2 separate regions of the Mus musculus genome follow, and region 1 is linked to region 2. Evidence: chromatin contacts called from public promoter capture Hi-C data. All regions are on one chromosome and are shown on one strand. The core of a region is the stretch at or near the end of the contact, and the rest is flanking DNA. Distances in the headings are between cores, read along the strand shown.

The links. Promoter capture Hi-C pulls out the DNA fragments that hold promoters and counts their contacts.
Region 1: a promoter capture Hi-C map of frontonasal cranial neural crest shows a contact between it and region 2. The contact joins two enhancer-like sites. A contact is called at or near these places in 7 of 39 promoter capture datasets (cranial neural crest, frontonasal cranial neural crest, maxillary cranial neural crest and 4 more), 1 of 484 Hi-C or Micro-C datasets (B cells) and 1 of 115 datasets of contacts at active chromatin or transcription factors (stem cell-derived neural progenitor cells).

The regions. Positions count from the first base shown.
Region 1 is chr9:33,067,831-33,071,492 of GRCm38.p6, reverse strand. The region is part of intron 1 of Gm27166 (a long non-coding RNA gene); the gene reads right to left. Among named protein-coding and RNA genes, the nearest start is that of Gm27166, 38 kb to the right of the region's middle. Within about 2 kb of position 1,447, at least 1 of the 459 cell types and tissues checked has an H3K27ac peak or open chromatin away from gene starts, as enhancers often do.
Region 2 is chr9:32,442,026-32,445,648 of GRCm38.p6, reverse strand. All of the region lies in intron 5 of Fli1 (Friend leukemia integration 1), which reads left to right. Among named protein-coding and RNA genes, the nearest start is that of Gm22060, 3.1 kb to the left of the region's middle. Within about 2 kb of position 1,653, at least 11 of the 459 cell types and tissues checked have an H3K27ac peak or open chromatin away from gene starts, as enhancers often do.

The DNA of each region.
Region 1 (3,662 bases), core at 198-2,697, 630 kb before region 2:
CACATACAATTTCTATGGTGTCTAGTATATACTTTTTCCTGTTAGCCTATTGGATAGCATATCCTTCAGACACACTTCCTTATGAGAACTCTTCGAGTTTGACATCTGCAGTTGGAACACCTGAAGCCTCAGTCTTGAGCCTCCTCCTCCTTTCAAACTATTCTTTCTTTCAAAATTACTGACTTTGCTTTTTATATGAAATTCCATCTTTATGATAAACTAATATTTCTCAGGTTGCCCCGTTTCAGTTCAGGGCATGGTATTTTCTATTACTTGAGAAAAATTATAGATCAACGTTATCATCTGCTTGCAACACACCACCAAACTTCACCTACTCTTGCTCTCTTGACATCTCTTTAAACCATCCATTGCATTTCCATTGTTGATATCCACATGCTGCCCACAACCACCACTCATTTAGATATCCAAGGTTTGCTTTGCTTCTATTCCGTGAAAGAAATATTTAAGGCTTAAGAGGAAATGGGAATCCTCTATTTTGTTTAACTTCTTTCTTGAGGTTTCCTTCTCATTCTATAAAACTTTCCCACTCCTCCTAGAGCAGCTACAGTGGCCTTCCTAATATTCCTGGAATTCAACAAGACCTTTTCTCTAATCTGTTGCTCACTTGGTGTAAAGTGCTGGTACCCATTTGAAGCTAATCTCTTCTCTATTGGAAGTCCCCAGAGAAGTCTCTGACTCAGAACATGGGTACCTCTCAGACCATGACACTTGTTGTGCATTCATATTTTCTTCACTATGACTACAAAGTTACAAAGTCCATATACAAACCATGGACTCCATAAAAAAATAAAACACTACTTGATTAACCACTGTAAAATCAATGAGAAACTGTGATCTACTAAGCTTTCAATGATTACATGCTCCGTGGATAAACTAATGCATTAATGTATGAATAACAACAAAGACAAAAACAACAACAAAACTAAAACACACACTCCATGTGTCTCCACCTTCCCACCCTCTTCCCCAGTGTACTTTATTTATCTTGAGATTTTGCTGAGATTTCTTCCCATCAGGAATATTTCTCCCAGGTCTAATTATACCTGAGATTACTTGGTTTCATCTGCAGCCCTGGCCAAGCCACTAGGTTTCCTTGCATGTTAATCAAGCCATCTGGAAAACAGGGCATGAAATTGTAAGTCCCTGACTAGAAGCAGATGCGGCAACTGAGCTGAGCTGTGTTTCCTTTTCAAGAACTAATTGCACACATGCTACAATATGGAGAAAAACATTATAAATCAATTAGGCTATCACAGCAACATTGTGCTCTGTAAATAGAGAGCTAGGCCTTGGCGCTGGGAGAGGAAGATAGGAACACCTGATTCTCCTTCAAATGCCCTTGGCTAATCACGGTTTTACATTTAGTTGTCGATCCCCTAATCCAGGTTACTAGGAAGGTCAGTTTACTGACATTTGTCAAGGGAGTTGATTTTTCAGAGTCAGAAGAGGGGCATTGCTGAAGGGGGAGGAGAGTGGTTAAAAGTATCATAAATGTCATACTTTTTTCAGTACCTGGAGTTAAGGCTAGTGGGCACTTTAGAACAAGGATGACAGAAACAAAGGGATGTGAGCCATGGAGTAGCCAGCTGCTTTGTCCTAAAGGCCTCCAAATGTCCAAGAGTTGAGGGACATTGAGGTGGGCATAACAGGAATTAGGCAAGCCTGGGTTTGAATTTGGGGCAGAGCAAGCTTAAGAGGAACATGTTGCAAAAGGCCCTTCCTGGTCTGCTTCTCTTCCTTTCTGCTTGCTTTGTGTTTGTGTTCATGGAACTTCGACTCTCACGTAGTGAGTATACACTTGAATGTACTGCTTAGGTTAAAGAGATCAAGGTTGGATTCCCAAGCCTAATCCAGTAGTCCAGAGAAGCAGGGGGCAAAAGGAAGGCTGAGACTTTATGGCTGGAGAGATGACTCAGTAGATTACTGCTCAAGCACAAGAATGTGGGTTCACATCCCTGATACTCACAGAAATGTTGGTTGTGTAATCCCAGCACACAAGAGGGGATCCAAGTTTAGGTAGATGTCCTAGGTAGAGCTGCTATTGCTGTATGAAACACCCTAACTAAAGCAACTTGGGAAGGAATGGGTTGGCTTGGCTCACACTTCCAAATCACTATTTATCATCCAAGGAAGTCAGGGCAGGAACTCCATCATGCAAGAAACTTGGAAGCAAGAGCTAATGGAGAGGCCATGGAGTGGTGCTTCTTATTGGCTTGCTTTCTCTGGTTTGCTCAGTCTCTTTTCTTATAGAACCCAGGACCATGAGTGGCAACAGCCACAGTAGACTGGTCCCCTCCCCATCAATCACTAATTAATAAAATGCTTGCCATGCTTGCCCACAGCTAGATGTTTTGGAGACATTTTTGAAATCAAAGTTCCCTCCAGTCAGATGACTCTAGCCTGTATCATGGTGAAGTAAAACCAGCCAGCACAACCGACTAGTTAATGGGCAAGCTCAGGCTCAGTTCAGAGACACTGCCTCAAAATACAAAGTGGAGATCAAGGGAAGGAGACACCCAACATCAGTCTTTGACTTCTATACATGTGCTACATATGTATGTGTACATGTTACATACATATGTACCCACACTCACACATGCCTGCATGCACACACACAAGAAAGAAAGGAAGGAAGGAAGGGAGGGAGAGAGGGAGGGAGGGAGGGAAGGAGGGAGGGAGGGAGGAAGGGAGGAAGGGAGGAAGGGAGGAAGGGAGGAAGGGAGGAAGGGAGGAAGGGAGGAAGGGAGGAAGGGAGGAAGGGAGGAAGGGAGGAAGGGAGGAAGGGAGGAAGGGAGGAAGGGCAAGACTTCTGCTAGAGAGGTTTTTTTTTTTTTAAAGAAATAGACTCAATATGGATCTTGAAGATGCCTGTAAAGACAACTGTTAACTGCTGAGTTAGTTTATAGGGCATAAACTGTTGGTGTGTACATGGCCAGCAGGATCAAAGCTATTCAAAGCTGCCTCAGGCATTTGGTAATAAGCTCTTCTCTATGTCATATTTGACTTTGCCTTATCAAACAGTTGACTCATCCCTGGCTATGCTTTAGAAACACATTAGAAGCTTCAAGAATTTAGCTGTGTCCCTGTGATCACTGTAGGTAGCTCCTAGGCATTGGTTCTTTTAAAGCCAACTCTAGAAAAGTCTATCACACAACTTCTTTTGGACTAGAGAACAACAAAAAAATCTCAAGCAGAAATGTATGCACATTTGTGCATTATATTACTATGTTCCTGCGTAATAAAGCACATCACCTTGGTTTGAAGGTCACATTTGTCCTCCATGAAGCTAAACAAGGTCAAAGAATAAGTAAAATTTAATCCAAGATTATTTTAATTATTCATCACCACATGCCAAGCATCTCCCTCTTCTTTAACTCAGCCTCTACCCTAGTGCCCAGTGTATAGACATTTCTCTAAATTCTAAGTAATTGAGGGGATTTCCACAATTGACCATTTCCAAACCTAAATTCCACAAGAATCCTGTTGTGTTCTGCACATAGCTTAGGCAAACATAACCATAGACAATAGCAGGGCTATAAAAATCTCAGTGGATTGCCCAGGTTAGACCCCCTTCATCCATGTCCATCTAAGGGTGTGAGGCCCTCATCTTCTGTCTCTGTAGATTTAGGTCTGGGTCAAAG
Region 2 (3,623 bases), core at 404-2,903:
TTGTGTGGTATGGGTGGTATGCCATAGCTCAAGGGCAGAGGTCAGAGACAACACATGCAGAGTTGGTTTCTTCTACCATGTAGGTTCTGTGATTTGAACTCAGATCTTCAAGGTTTAGTAACAAGTGACTTTTCTCACTGAGCCATCTCCCTGGCCCAGTGTGTTCATGCAAAGGATGTAGGTGGTCAGTGCCTTAGTAAAGAATGGACCTGAATTCTGTGAGTCGTTCTGCCTTCTCCCAGTTGCTCATTGATTCTCTGACTTATGGAGGATTTGCTCCATACAATAAACCTTCCAGAATCTTGGAAATATGATAGCCAAGGGGCGCCAATCACACCTGCAGATGAGCAGTAGAGTCTCAGAAAGTCGCCCTGCTGCCTCCTGCACACACCCTCTCCATCGGAGTTCAGAATGACATCATCCGAGAGGTTATGGTGTAATGTGTGTGGGGGTGGGGGAGGGAGGGGTGTCTCTGGAAAAGCTGGATGTGGATATAGAAATGTAGGAGGGGCAACTCTGATTCTGGGGTGTGTGTAGGCACTGCCATATGCCTCCACGTGTGTTCTGGGTGGTATTTTGAAAAAGGTGAGTCCCTATACACGTGAACAAAGTGTCAGCGGGTGGCATGTGTGACCCTTGGGTAGGTCTCCAGCACTGGAGACAATGTGCTTAGGCACTTCATGGTGAGACTGGAATCTCAGGTATGGAGCCCAAAGCAGGAGCCAGGAATTTGCCTCAAAATACTAAGGCCCAGTGGTAGTGGGGTGGAGCTAAAGTGAGATTGGCCATGGCTTTTAATTGTTCAGCAGAGCAATGGGCCCCAGTAAGGCTTCACTGGACTTTTTCCCTTTTATGTATCTTGGAATTTTTCTGTGACTGTAAAGACAATGATAAGTTTTATCTGAGTGGGAGGACAGTTAAACGAGCAGAATGTCTGCATTCCACACCTGTGTACAGTGAACGAGGGTGGCGTGCTCTTGGGAGGCCCACATTCAGACTGTGAGTCTATGGGGAGGGGAGAGTAGGTGAACATAGAAACAAGAATAGAAATGATGTGGTGTGTGTGTGTGTGTGTGTGTGTGTGTGTGTGTGTGTGTGTGTGCCTGTCTGTCTGTATGTGTGTATGTCTGTGTCTGTATCTGTGTGTGTGTCTGCCTGTCTGTGTCTGTGTATGTCTGTGTCTGTATCTATGTGTGTGTGCTTGTGTGTGGGTGAGGGTGTGTAATTGTGTGTTTCTCAGCTATTTCTGTGGTCCAGAGGCAAGATTTGTGATTATAGATAAACAGTAGCTTTCTCTCTCTGGTTTGTATTTGGTTTTGTTTTTAACTTAAAAAAAAAATCCAGAGTTAATGTCTTGTCTGTTTCCTATCTGACCCTCTTTAAGAGATGTGTTTGATTTTTAAAAATTTTTATTTTTACTTACTTATTTTCGAGAAAAAGTGGCAGAGAAAGAGAGACAGAGAGGCAGAGAGGCAGAGAGAGACACACACAGAGAGAGAGAGAGATTGAGAAACTGGAAACAAAGAATCGTTGTCTCTGAGCCCTGGCAGGCAGGAAACCCCAATCTCAGGGGAGTCCAGCCAGCCAGCCCGGCCCTGGAGTCAGACTCCAAGTTTCTGAATTCAATTTGACAGCTTGTCTGGGACACTTTCTAAGTAACCATTATCCTTCCTTTCTCTAAGTAAAAGAACTGTTATTCCTGTCCCAGGGTGTGCTGTGTGCTCTGTTATTGCACACGTGTGGCCATACGATGACGAGCACACGGTCTCTAAAATTACTGGAAACAGTTTTCATGTTCCCTAAGACAAGTGTAAATTTGTTCCAGGCTAATGAGCAAAAGATTTGAAGTCTCATTCCCCAACCTGGTGAGAAGTAGGTAGATGGGCGAGGGGGGATGAGGGGAGGGGAGCATTTGCCCTGGTGTTGTGCATGTACACACTATTCTTACTAGGATTTCTTTGAAGTACACACACACACACACACACACACACACACATCCTTCACTGACCACTATCCTCAGCGTAAGCATAAGTTCTCTCCCTCTCTCGTCCACACTCACATCAGCCTAGAGCTGCAGGTTGCAAGGAGATGACTCCTCTGTGTTCAATCTGCAGGCCCTGGAAGCAGGACCACACTGGGTTCTTTGGATCTTTGACATGGTGTTGTGAGGGATTAGGCAGCAGCCACCCCCTCTGTTCATACTTGAAATCCAGGGGCAACGTGTAAGTTTATGTCACAGCACCTTCTGGACAACTGTGGATGCTTGCTCTCTTGGGTCTGCCCTCGAGTCTGAATGGAACTGTACCTACTATGCCTTCAGTCAAGCTTGGGACTGTCTCTCCACTTACCCCACCCCTACCCAGGGACCTGCCGCCCCTTCAGAGGCCTTGGCCCTATAGCTTTGCCTGGTTCTAGTCTCCTCTGCCCCTTTTATGAGGTGTTTTGTTTGTACCCACTCTTTCTCCAATTTAGTAGTGTTTAGTATTGGACAGATTCCAGAGGACAGTTTTTTCCTCTCAAATGACTAAAGCACCCTGGAGCTAGAAACCATTGGATGGGCAGATGAAAGTCACCCTTAACCCACTCCCTAAAAGGTCACTGTAAGCCAGCCCTCCAAGATGCTTCTATGGGGAGACTGGCTTTTTCTCCTGTGGGGGTTGCAGGGGGTACCCTCTCCCCTCCCCTCCCCTCCTCTCCCCTCCCCTCCCCTCCCCTCCCCTCCCCTCCCCTCCTCTCTGCTAACCCTCACTTCCCACTTGATATGATCAACCCTGAAGCTGTAAAGGGTCCCATCCCAAAATAACAAGGGAAAATGTCTCATCGTGTAGCTGTCCATGCTTAGGAGCTCGTGGTCCCTTTGACCCAAATGCTACTTGCTATTTTATCAGCTAAACTCTCTTTCAAGTGTGGCCTCTCAGTCTGTGGCTGTGCAAAGGGGAACCACAGGAAAAAGTGATCCTCCAGAATACTACTACCACTCCTTCCCCTTCCCCTTCCCCTTCTCCTCCTCCTTCTCTTTCTTTCTTTCTTTCTTTCTTTCTTTCTTTCTTTCTTTCTTTCTTTCTTTCTTTCTTTCTTTCTTTCCTTCCTTCCTTCCTTCCTTCCTTCCTTCCTTCCTTCTTTCCTGTTTCTATCTTTTTTCCTTTATAACATATTTATTAAATACTTAGTCATGGAAGATTTTTCTATGCCATAAAACCTTATTAGTTTAATGCTATCATTATTCCCATTTTATAGATGAGAAGCCCAAATCACCATGTTGGTTTGAAGCAGGGCAGAATCTGTTCTCACAGTCTCCTCCCCAGCCGAGGTAGAAGACAGGCTCTGAAATTTCCTCTTGTATTTCGACCCAACTATGTCTTAATTACTACTGATGCTGAGGGGGAAAATGCCTTGACAAAAGCAACTTGGGGAAGTAAAGGTTTCTTTAAGCTCACAGTTTAAGATTCATCATGGTGAGAAGTCCTGGAGGTAGGAGTTTGAGGCAATTGTTCACATTGCATCTCCAGTTAGGAGTTAGCAGAGAAGAGCGACTGCTCTGCTCCACTGCCTTTCTCCTTTTAATCCAGTCCAGGATCCAAGCCTAGGGAATGGTGCTGCCCACTTCTACCTCAAGTAACCTA